2 separate regions of the Mus musculus genome follow, and region 2 is linked to region 1. The links are chromatin contacts, called in public Micro-C maps. All regions are on one chromosome and are shown on one strand. Each heading gives the region's core, a stretch centred on a gene start, on an enhancer-like site or on the middle of the called end of the contact. The rest is flanking DNA. Distances are from core to core; before and after follow the strand shown.

Evidence for each region. A called contact is a pair of places that touch in the nucleus more often than the background predicts.
Region 2: a contact with region 1 is called in a Micro-C map of embryonic stem cells, with 6 times the contacts expected there. The contact joins the promoter of Igf2 here to the promoter of Nkx6-2 in region 1. A contact is called at or near these places in 1 of 39 promoter capture datasets (cranial neural crest) and 3 of 484 Hi-C or Micro-C datasets (all in embryonic stem cells).

What each region holds. Positions count from the first base shown.
Region 1 is chr7:139,580,887-139,584,781 of GRCm38.p6, forward strand. Nkx6-2 (NK6 homeobox 2) reads right to left here and starts at 1,911. Exons shown (of 3, transcript NM_183248.3): 1 at 1,248-1,911; 2 at 995-1,167; 3 at 334-802. The coding sequence starts at 1,653. The coding sequence ends at 548. It overlaps Gm33031 (a long non-coding RNA gene), which reads left to right and starts at 1,910. Exons shown (of 7, transcript XR_003946896.1): 1 at 1,910-3,895.
Region 2 is chr7:142,655,371-142,659,265 of GRCm38.p6, forward strand. Igf2 (insulin-like growth factor 2) reads right to left here and starts at 2,126. Exons shown (of 4, transcript NM_001122737.2): 1 at 2,018-2,126; 2 at 284-446. The coding sequence starts at 440.

The sequences.
Region 1 (3,895 bases), core at 661-3,160:
GAGTTCCCTGCTGGCCCAGCTCCTCCAAGCACTGCGCAGCGGTGTCCTTCCCTTCCCCGGCGGCTGAAGCTGCCTTCCCACGACCCGGGGCATGCTCAGTCTCACAACCTCTGCGCTCCTGCAAGCTGCCATCACCGTGCGCTCTGGGACCATCACCAGGCACTCAACCTCTGAACCAAAGGCGCACACGGGCCCCAGGTCGTCATCAAGCACTGTCGCGCCCCCCTGCGCCAGTCTCTGGCGCCCACAGAGAGAACAGGCTAGGTGGGTCTGCAGGGTCCTGCCCGCCCGCTGGTGCCAGCTCCGTATGGAAGAAACACGATGTGCAGCCTTGGGAGCCACGGCTCCGACGAGGACGTGTTAAATAATTTATTGATTATACAAAGTGATCGGCCCAAACCCCGTACTCCGCCATCACGCCAAGGCCGCGCCAACGTCCGCTTTATAACTTATTCTGTAAAAATATATATACACACTGCGGCTGGGCGGCTGGCGTCGGGGCATGCCGCGAGTCCCGGTTCTCGGGTTCTCCGGCCTGGCCGCGTCCTCACAAGGCGTCCCCCGCGCTGCCACCACACGGGCTAACGAGCGCCAAGTTCGAGGGTTTGTGCTTTTTGAGAAGCCGCGTGATCTTCTCGTCATCGGAGTTGGGGTCCAGGGGCCGGTTGTATTCGTCATCGTCCTCCGCGTCTGAGCCACCCACCTTCAGCTTCTCGGCATCCGAGTCTTGCTTCTTTTTAGCCGACGCCATCTCTGCCGCGTGCCGCTTGCGCCACTTGGTCCGCCGATTCTGGAACCACACCTGGGGGTTTGGGGGAGGGATCATCAGACGGGCACCGAGGCTCGCCTCACCCGACCAGCACTCCGGACCCGCCTGGCGCCAGCGCTTTCCGCGGTCCGGCCGCAGCCGAACCGCCGCTCGCCGGCCGTTCGCAGGACGCGGACTCCGGGCCCCGCCTCAATACTGCTGGACCCCGGCCCATTTCGAGCTCACCTTCACTTGGCTCTCGGTCATGCCCAGAGAGTAGGCAAGCCGCGCGCGCTCTGGGCCTGCCAAATACTTGGTCTGCTCGAAAGTCTTCTCCAGCGCGAAGATCTGCTGGCCGGAGAAAGTCGGCCGCGAGTGTTTCTTCTTGCCATCCTTATCCAGGACCCCGCCGGCTTGGGCTGCGAAGAAGAGCCAGTGAGCGCAGTCCGAGGCCCGCGCCCAGCCCCTCTCCTTACCGAATCCCGCGCGGGCCACTTACCGGAGCCGGCCAGTCGCGGGTCCCTCCAGGGAGAGCCCTGCACCACCCCAGGCCAGAAGATGGGCGGGCGCCCAGGCAGTTCCGCCAGCGGCTTGGGGTAGCCCCGAGCCACGGCGGCTGCGGGCCCGAAGTAGACACCTGCAGACGAGGCGAGCCCGTTGAGACGGGGCAGACTTCCTAGGAGGCCGCCACCCGCTGCGCCCACCGGCCGTCCCAGGATGTCGCTGATGCCGTGCGGAGTGCCTAGAGGCAACTGCGCGCCAAGGCTGCCTAGGGCGGGTGTCTTGAAGCCCGCCGGGCCCTGCAGCGCGTAGGGGAACAGCGACGTCTTCATCTCAGCCATGTTGTGCAGCGCGGCTAAAGGCGCGCTGCTCAGCACAAACGCACCCGGGCGGTTAGCGTCCATGGGCGCCGCCGCCTCCGACCCGGGCGCCCATCCGGGCCCCGCTGCCACCGCCCGCACCCGCCGGCTCGGGAAGTTTGCGCGCGGCGCCGAAGAGCGCCGGCTACGCTGGGACGGGTGGACCGCGTTTCAAACGAACGCCGACGGCCCCTACGGGAAAGCGAGAGGACCGACGGCTGTTGCGCTGAATGGGCGGCGGTCAGAGAGAAGGCAGGGATACTAAGGGCGGCGGGAGCGGCAGTGGCGGCTCCGGGGCAGGTCGGAGCGGCGCCGCGCGGGATGGACGCACTGATAACCGCGGGGCCTGGGCGCGGCGCGCGCGCTGATTGGCTGAAGGCACTGGCGACCAGGCCATTGGCCAGCGTCCGGCCCGTCTGCGCGCGCCCCCGCCGGCCATGCACTCCATGAAGGGCCCATTAGCGAGGCAGGTGCCTCCGGGACTGTAAATTTGCCCCCTGATTTATCTCCCTAGAGATGAAATAAATCCCGTTGGATGGGAGTTTAGTTAGGCAAAGGTTTTAATGGGAAAATCAGGAAAAAATACGAGAACATATTTTATCGACCGAAAGAATGTAGATTTCAAGATCCACTCCGAAAGCTCAAGCTCAGTATGCTTAGTTCAGGGAAGAGCCTGGGACGGCTGGACGCCACAGGTCAGGGCACTCCATCTTGGATCAGGGCCCAAGCCCTGTACTGGGGTTCCTTCTCCTTCCCAGCTCGTGGTGGTGTGGGCTGTTGTGAACTTGTGGGTATAACTTTTCTGGGTGGATTTTGAACGAAAAAGGGTGGACTCTAGGGACCAGATAGATTTGGCTTCCTCAGATCTGCCAAACTCTGCCAACTGAACTCACTGACTTTAGATGGCTCCAGGCAACCGGTGACCTTACTACCACACACACACACACACACACAACCTATGCTGTCCTCCCGTTCTGAAATCCTTGAAGTTGGGTTGGGGTATCTGGGAGAGGCTAGGCCGTCCCCCTTGAACTTTTATGCTTATTAGGCACTCACCTAGGAGGTTACCCGTGTCCAGACTTTGAGGCCCAGGACCAGAATTCTCCTGCTTATTGCTTTCTGGCAAGCTGGACCTCGGGCCAGAATGCAGCGGTTTTGGAATTCAAGAACCAGGACGAAAGGATCACCTTACTCACTGACTTCGGCTGGGTATGCGTTTGCAGTCTAGCGGACAGAGCACTGGCTATAGACCCGGCCTGTAGAGCCCACTAGGCCTTAATTTCTTTTCTAGTACAGGGGCCTCTCACTCCATAAAATTGTTGGGCAGTTAACTGAAGTTGCAGCCACCTAGTGCGGCGGCGCACAGCAGGATCCGAGAAGGTAGCACGCTGGCGCTTATTTCTTTCCTCCTCTTGAGCAGTGCTTACTGTTAACCTCATAATACCTAGTACTGATTGTGATACAACCTGTGGAAATAGAATCTACTGTTTCCGGTCCTGGCGATTTAAGCAGAGGCCCTGTGCAGTTTGTTAATAACGACTTTCCCCTTTTGCCCTGGTCTCCAAGGTTTCTGTCTTACGGGCAAAAGTGATCCTAAAGGCTTCACGTAGGGGCCTAACGTCCACTGCTGCTGGTCCTCTTAGAAGTTCAGTTTCGTTTTTTAACAGTTAGTGTGGGGTCTTTACGCCACGCGTCTCCATCAGGTCAAGGCTTGGAAAGCCACTTTATGGCGGGAACTGGAAATAAGTGCTGTGGTCCCGCTGACTTCTGCAGGACCTGAAAGACCTTGCACGTATGATCCTCACCCATCCTCCCGTACGCAGTGGCCCCTAGCGCCTAGAGGTTTCAGTTACTGGCTTCCTAGTCTGAGTCTACACTCTCAGGATCCATTTGGGCGCGAGCAGCAGCAGCGGGGGCTAGGCTCAGTTCCCTCCAGCACCGAGCACACCGCCCGCTGGAAAGTCTGGGCTTTCTGATGGTACCCTGGGATCTCTGGACTGCTTCCCTCGAGCCCTTAGACCAGCCCCTGGCCTCGCTTTCGCTCCACTTCGATTACGACCGCGTATACTCCGAGGATCTGAGCATCGGGAGTACAGTCCCTGGTAGAGTACGGACTTTTCTGGGCTCGCGGGAGACCATGCTGGAGGCCAGGGGCGCCAGCTCTAGAGAAGAGGGACCCAGAGCTCTGAGCAGCATGGGGGTGGGGCGGGAAAATACGAGGCGGGCAGAGTGGGAAGTCCTGAAACCTCCCACCTCACCGTGCCAAGCCGACCCTGAACAGCTAGGA
Region 2 (3,895 bases), core at 876-3,375, 3.1 Mb after region 1:
TGGGAACCCCTCAAGTTGGATGGCCAAGGTCCAGCTCTCCCCTTGTACCCCCAAACTACACGTGCACTCTCAACCTGGCTGAGACTTGACATCCACATTTGGTTTTGCTTTTATCAACTTTAAAAACTTTTAAAACTATCAGACTTGTGACTTTGAGATTACGACCTTGCCCGGGGGGGGGGGGGAAGGGGTAGCTTAAGAGCAAGGCCAGACCAGTGTACTAATTGTCACCCCATCCAGGGAGGCTTGCTTCCCCCGCCCCCACCTCTCTGGAGTTACATACTGAAGTAGAAGCCGCGGTCCGAACAGACAAACTGAAGCGTGTCAACAAGCTCCCCTCCGCACAGAGTCTCTCCGGGGCCGTAAGCAGCGATGCAGCACAAGGCGAAGGCCAAAGAGATGAGAAGCACCAACATCGACTTCCCCACTGGGATCCCCATTGGTACCTGGAGAAAGAAACGCAGGCTTTGAGCTAGAGGCCCCCAAGCCACACCCCTAATCCCAGGAGAATGGCTCACCCCCACCCAGGCCCCACCAAAGACACCTATCATCTCTTAATTAAAAATGCAATTGGAATCTGAAAGACAGCCATGTCACTATTTATTTAACCTGTGAAAACAGGGGGACTTGAATTGCTGAGGTCAAAAACTACTTTGAGTGTGGAGAAATTCAATGGACCCCAGGAAGGCACCCCGTGGTGGCTTTGAACTGTAAGAAACCCTTGAGGACCACCCATCCATGGGCGCAATTGCAGCTTAACCACACCCACAGCAGCAGGGGCCAGTGCTGGACACTGGACCTGGTTTCCATGCTATGACATCATGGGGGTGGGGCCAGCCCAAGGGCACATCACTACTGCCACTCCTACTCTGGCCTCCAAGCATTGGCCAAGATGGCAGATAGCTCCACCCCACCCACCATGGAGCATGTGCATCCAAAGGGACCATTCCCAACCTACCCGCCCCCCAGCTGGCCACCCCTCCCTAAGCAGCAGAGCCAGCCCCACCCATCCACCCCACCTCCCAGGCCATGGTGAGCAGGGCCCATGTCAGAATCCAATGGTTAGCGCAATGGGATAGCCAGCACTCCTGTGAGCCTTGCTCTCCAGGGTCACCCAGTCCTCCAAGTATAGACTTTCCTGGGCACCTCAGAGCTTGCCATCCATGGTCAGGGACCCTAGAGGGTCCCTTTATGGCCCATAGAATCATCTTTCTGATAAGAGCTAAATTTACCCAGGGCAGCAGTTTGGGTCCTTGGGAGGCTAAACACCCCATTTTGGAGGGACACACCCCCTCCACAGGCTATGTGGCTACAGGCGGGGACAATGGTTAGCTAGCTTTTTTAGTGGTGGGAGGCCACGATGACCCACAGTAAGCCACCCTTGACCCTTCAGTTAAGTAGAGCCCTCCAGGCCGCAGCCTCAATCTCTGCTCCATAGGCCCAGGGGATTTCTTGCTGCAAAGAAACATGTGAGAGACCAGTGCGGAATAATCAAGAAACAAATTTGTTCGAGCTCCCTTGGGTAACTAAAAGTCATCTTTGCCCACTTCATCAAGACCCAGACCGATCCTCCCAATACCCTCTGTGCCACCAACCACTTGCGATCAGCAGGCTATAGCTACAGCAGTTAGTTCTGGGGGCGGGGGGCAGGCAGACGGAGCTGACCTCGAAGTCCCTTCCCAAAGCCAAGACCACACTGGCTGGTTCAGCCCAGGTGTCCAGGAGAAGCAAGCAGGAGATTGACCAGGAGGCAAGGGACAGGTGAGGGCCCAGGGAAGGCCCGAATTTGTTGGAGTGGGGAGGCAGAGAGGAAGGAAAAGTAGAGGACTGGGCAGGTAAGGAAGCCTGGATCTAGTGGGGGGCATAGGACAGAGGCTGAGGGAGAACGAAGGCTTGGGAGAGGTAGCAGGCCCGGCTGCAAGGGCAGAGGCCTCAGGCTACCCGGTGCCCTGACCACCCCACTGGGCAAGCCGGAGTGGGGATGGCAGCAGGGTCCTGGCTCCACAGCCCTGGTTACCTGAAGTTGGGTAAGGAGGCCGCTGGGGCTGGAAGAGGATGAAGACAGGAAAAGGCTGGAAGGTTCTCACAGGAGAAGCTAATGTCCAGTTTGCGAACTGGTCAGTGCCTCCGCTTTTTATGTCTGAGTGGCTCCTCCCAGTCCCGGCTCCACCCTACCCCCCACCCCCTCCCTGCTGACCACTCCCCCCGCCCCCTTTGCACCCGCCCCCTCCCTCCTTCCAGCCAGTCCCTTTTCTCCTGCACCCCCAAGAGCTAGCCTTGGACCATTCCTTAGCAAAGCACCACCAGTGGGAGGGGGGCCTCATCGTGCGCCCCCAGCCCTTTCTGCACAGACCAATGGGGGGAGGGAGGGGGCTCCTTCCCACATCCTCCTATGGAAAGTTACACCCAGTAAAAGGCAGGGGCAGTTATTTCTCTTTGAACTGTAACATTTCTGCCCTTCTGAGCCCGAAACCGTCCCCTCTCCCCCCAACATTCCAGGTTGGGAATGTTGGGGACAGAGTTGGGGTGTGTGGGTGGGGGGAAAAGCTAACTGTGGGGTCTGGCTTGACTCTTTTACCAATTTTGGGGGGCTCTTGGCCCCGCCCACCCACTTTTCCTTCCTGTCTCATTGGCACAAAGTCAACATACCAGGGTGGGCTTCGGAGACTCTGCCCCCCTCCTCATCACTCAGCACCCTTGGGGGGGGGTGTACAGGGCCTGCACAGCACGAATCGTACATTTTATGCAGCTCATCCATCCCCCCCTTCCCCAACACACAGTAAAGCACCAGGAAGTCTCCTGTGAGTTCAACTTACACACCCCCTCCCCAACAGCCCCCATACCCCCGCCCCTTCCCCCACTCCATGGCGCAAGGGGGAACAAAAGTTTGCTTAGGGAACGAGCCCCCAGCCCCCCACCCACCGCACCAGTCCCGCCATGCCCAAGCCGGGCTCTGCGCACCCCCCACTCCCAGGGCCCCTGAGAGCCCTTACCTGGAAGCCGGCGACGCTGCCGCCCATCTCCCTGCTGCGGGTATGCAAACCGAACAGCGGGCGAAGGCCCTTCTGCCGGGCACTCCTCTGCCAGCGCCGCTCTGCCCGAGTCGCAGAGGCCGAATGTGCGACGGGACAGAACGGGGAGATGGCTTTTTTGGTGGGGAGGGGGGCGTCTCTTCTGCTTCTTTAGGGTATCTTAGGGCTGGGGCGGGCCAGATATTGTACTTTCGGGGGGGAAAAGGTATCGGGAAATGAGGTCAGCTGTTGTATCAAGGATAGTTGGGGGGCAGAGATAGTGAGAGAGACAGAGTGAACGTGAAAGGGGGGGACCACAGAGAGGGAGAGAGGGAGAGAGGACAGCGAGAGGCGGGTAGGCTCACAGCGGGAGAGGACAGCACGGAGAGAAACAGAAAGCGTATAATTAATCCACTTGGGTAGGCGAAGGCAGAGGGCGGACGTGAGGGGGAGGGAGTCTGAGGCGAGGAGGAACGGGGAGGGGGCAGGAGGGGAGCTTAGGAAAGGTGGCGGGTAAGCGGGTGCGCGAGGGGGGGCGCACCCTAAGCAGAGGAGAGGATGCAACTTCGAAGGACCGAGGACGGTGTTGAGGGGGGAGGAATGGAGGCGTCACCCCGGCCACGGGCACCCAGCTCGGTTAGGGTCGACGGAGCCCTCAGCCGTCGTAAGCCCGGGCTTCTTGTGGGGGGGACAGGCGTGGCGGCGCCTCAGCTGCTCGGGACTGCAGCGAAAAGAGGGGAGCAGCCGGGCTGCGCACCGGGGAGGGCTGGGAGGGGAAGCGCGGGGGATGACAACGCCGGCGACCTGCAAGCCGGACTGCCTGCGGTGGGGACCGCCTCCTCTGGCGAAGCAGGAATGGGGTGTTGAGGTAGATAGAGGAGGAG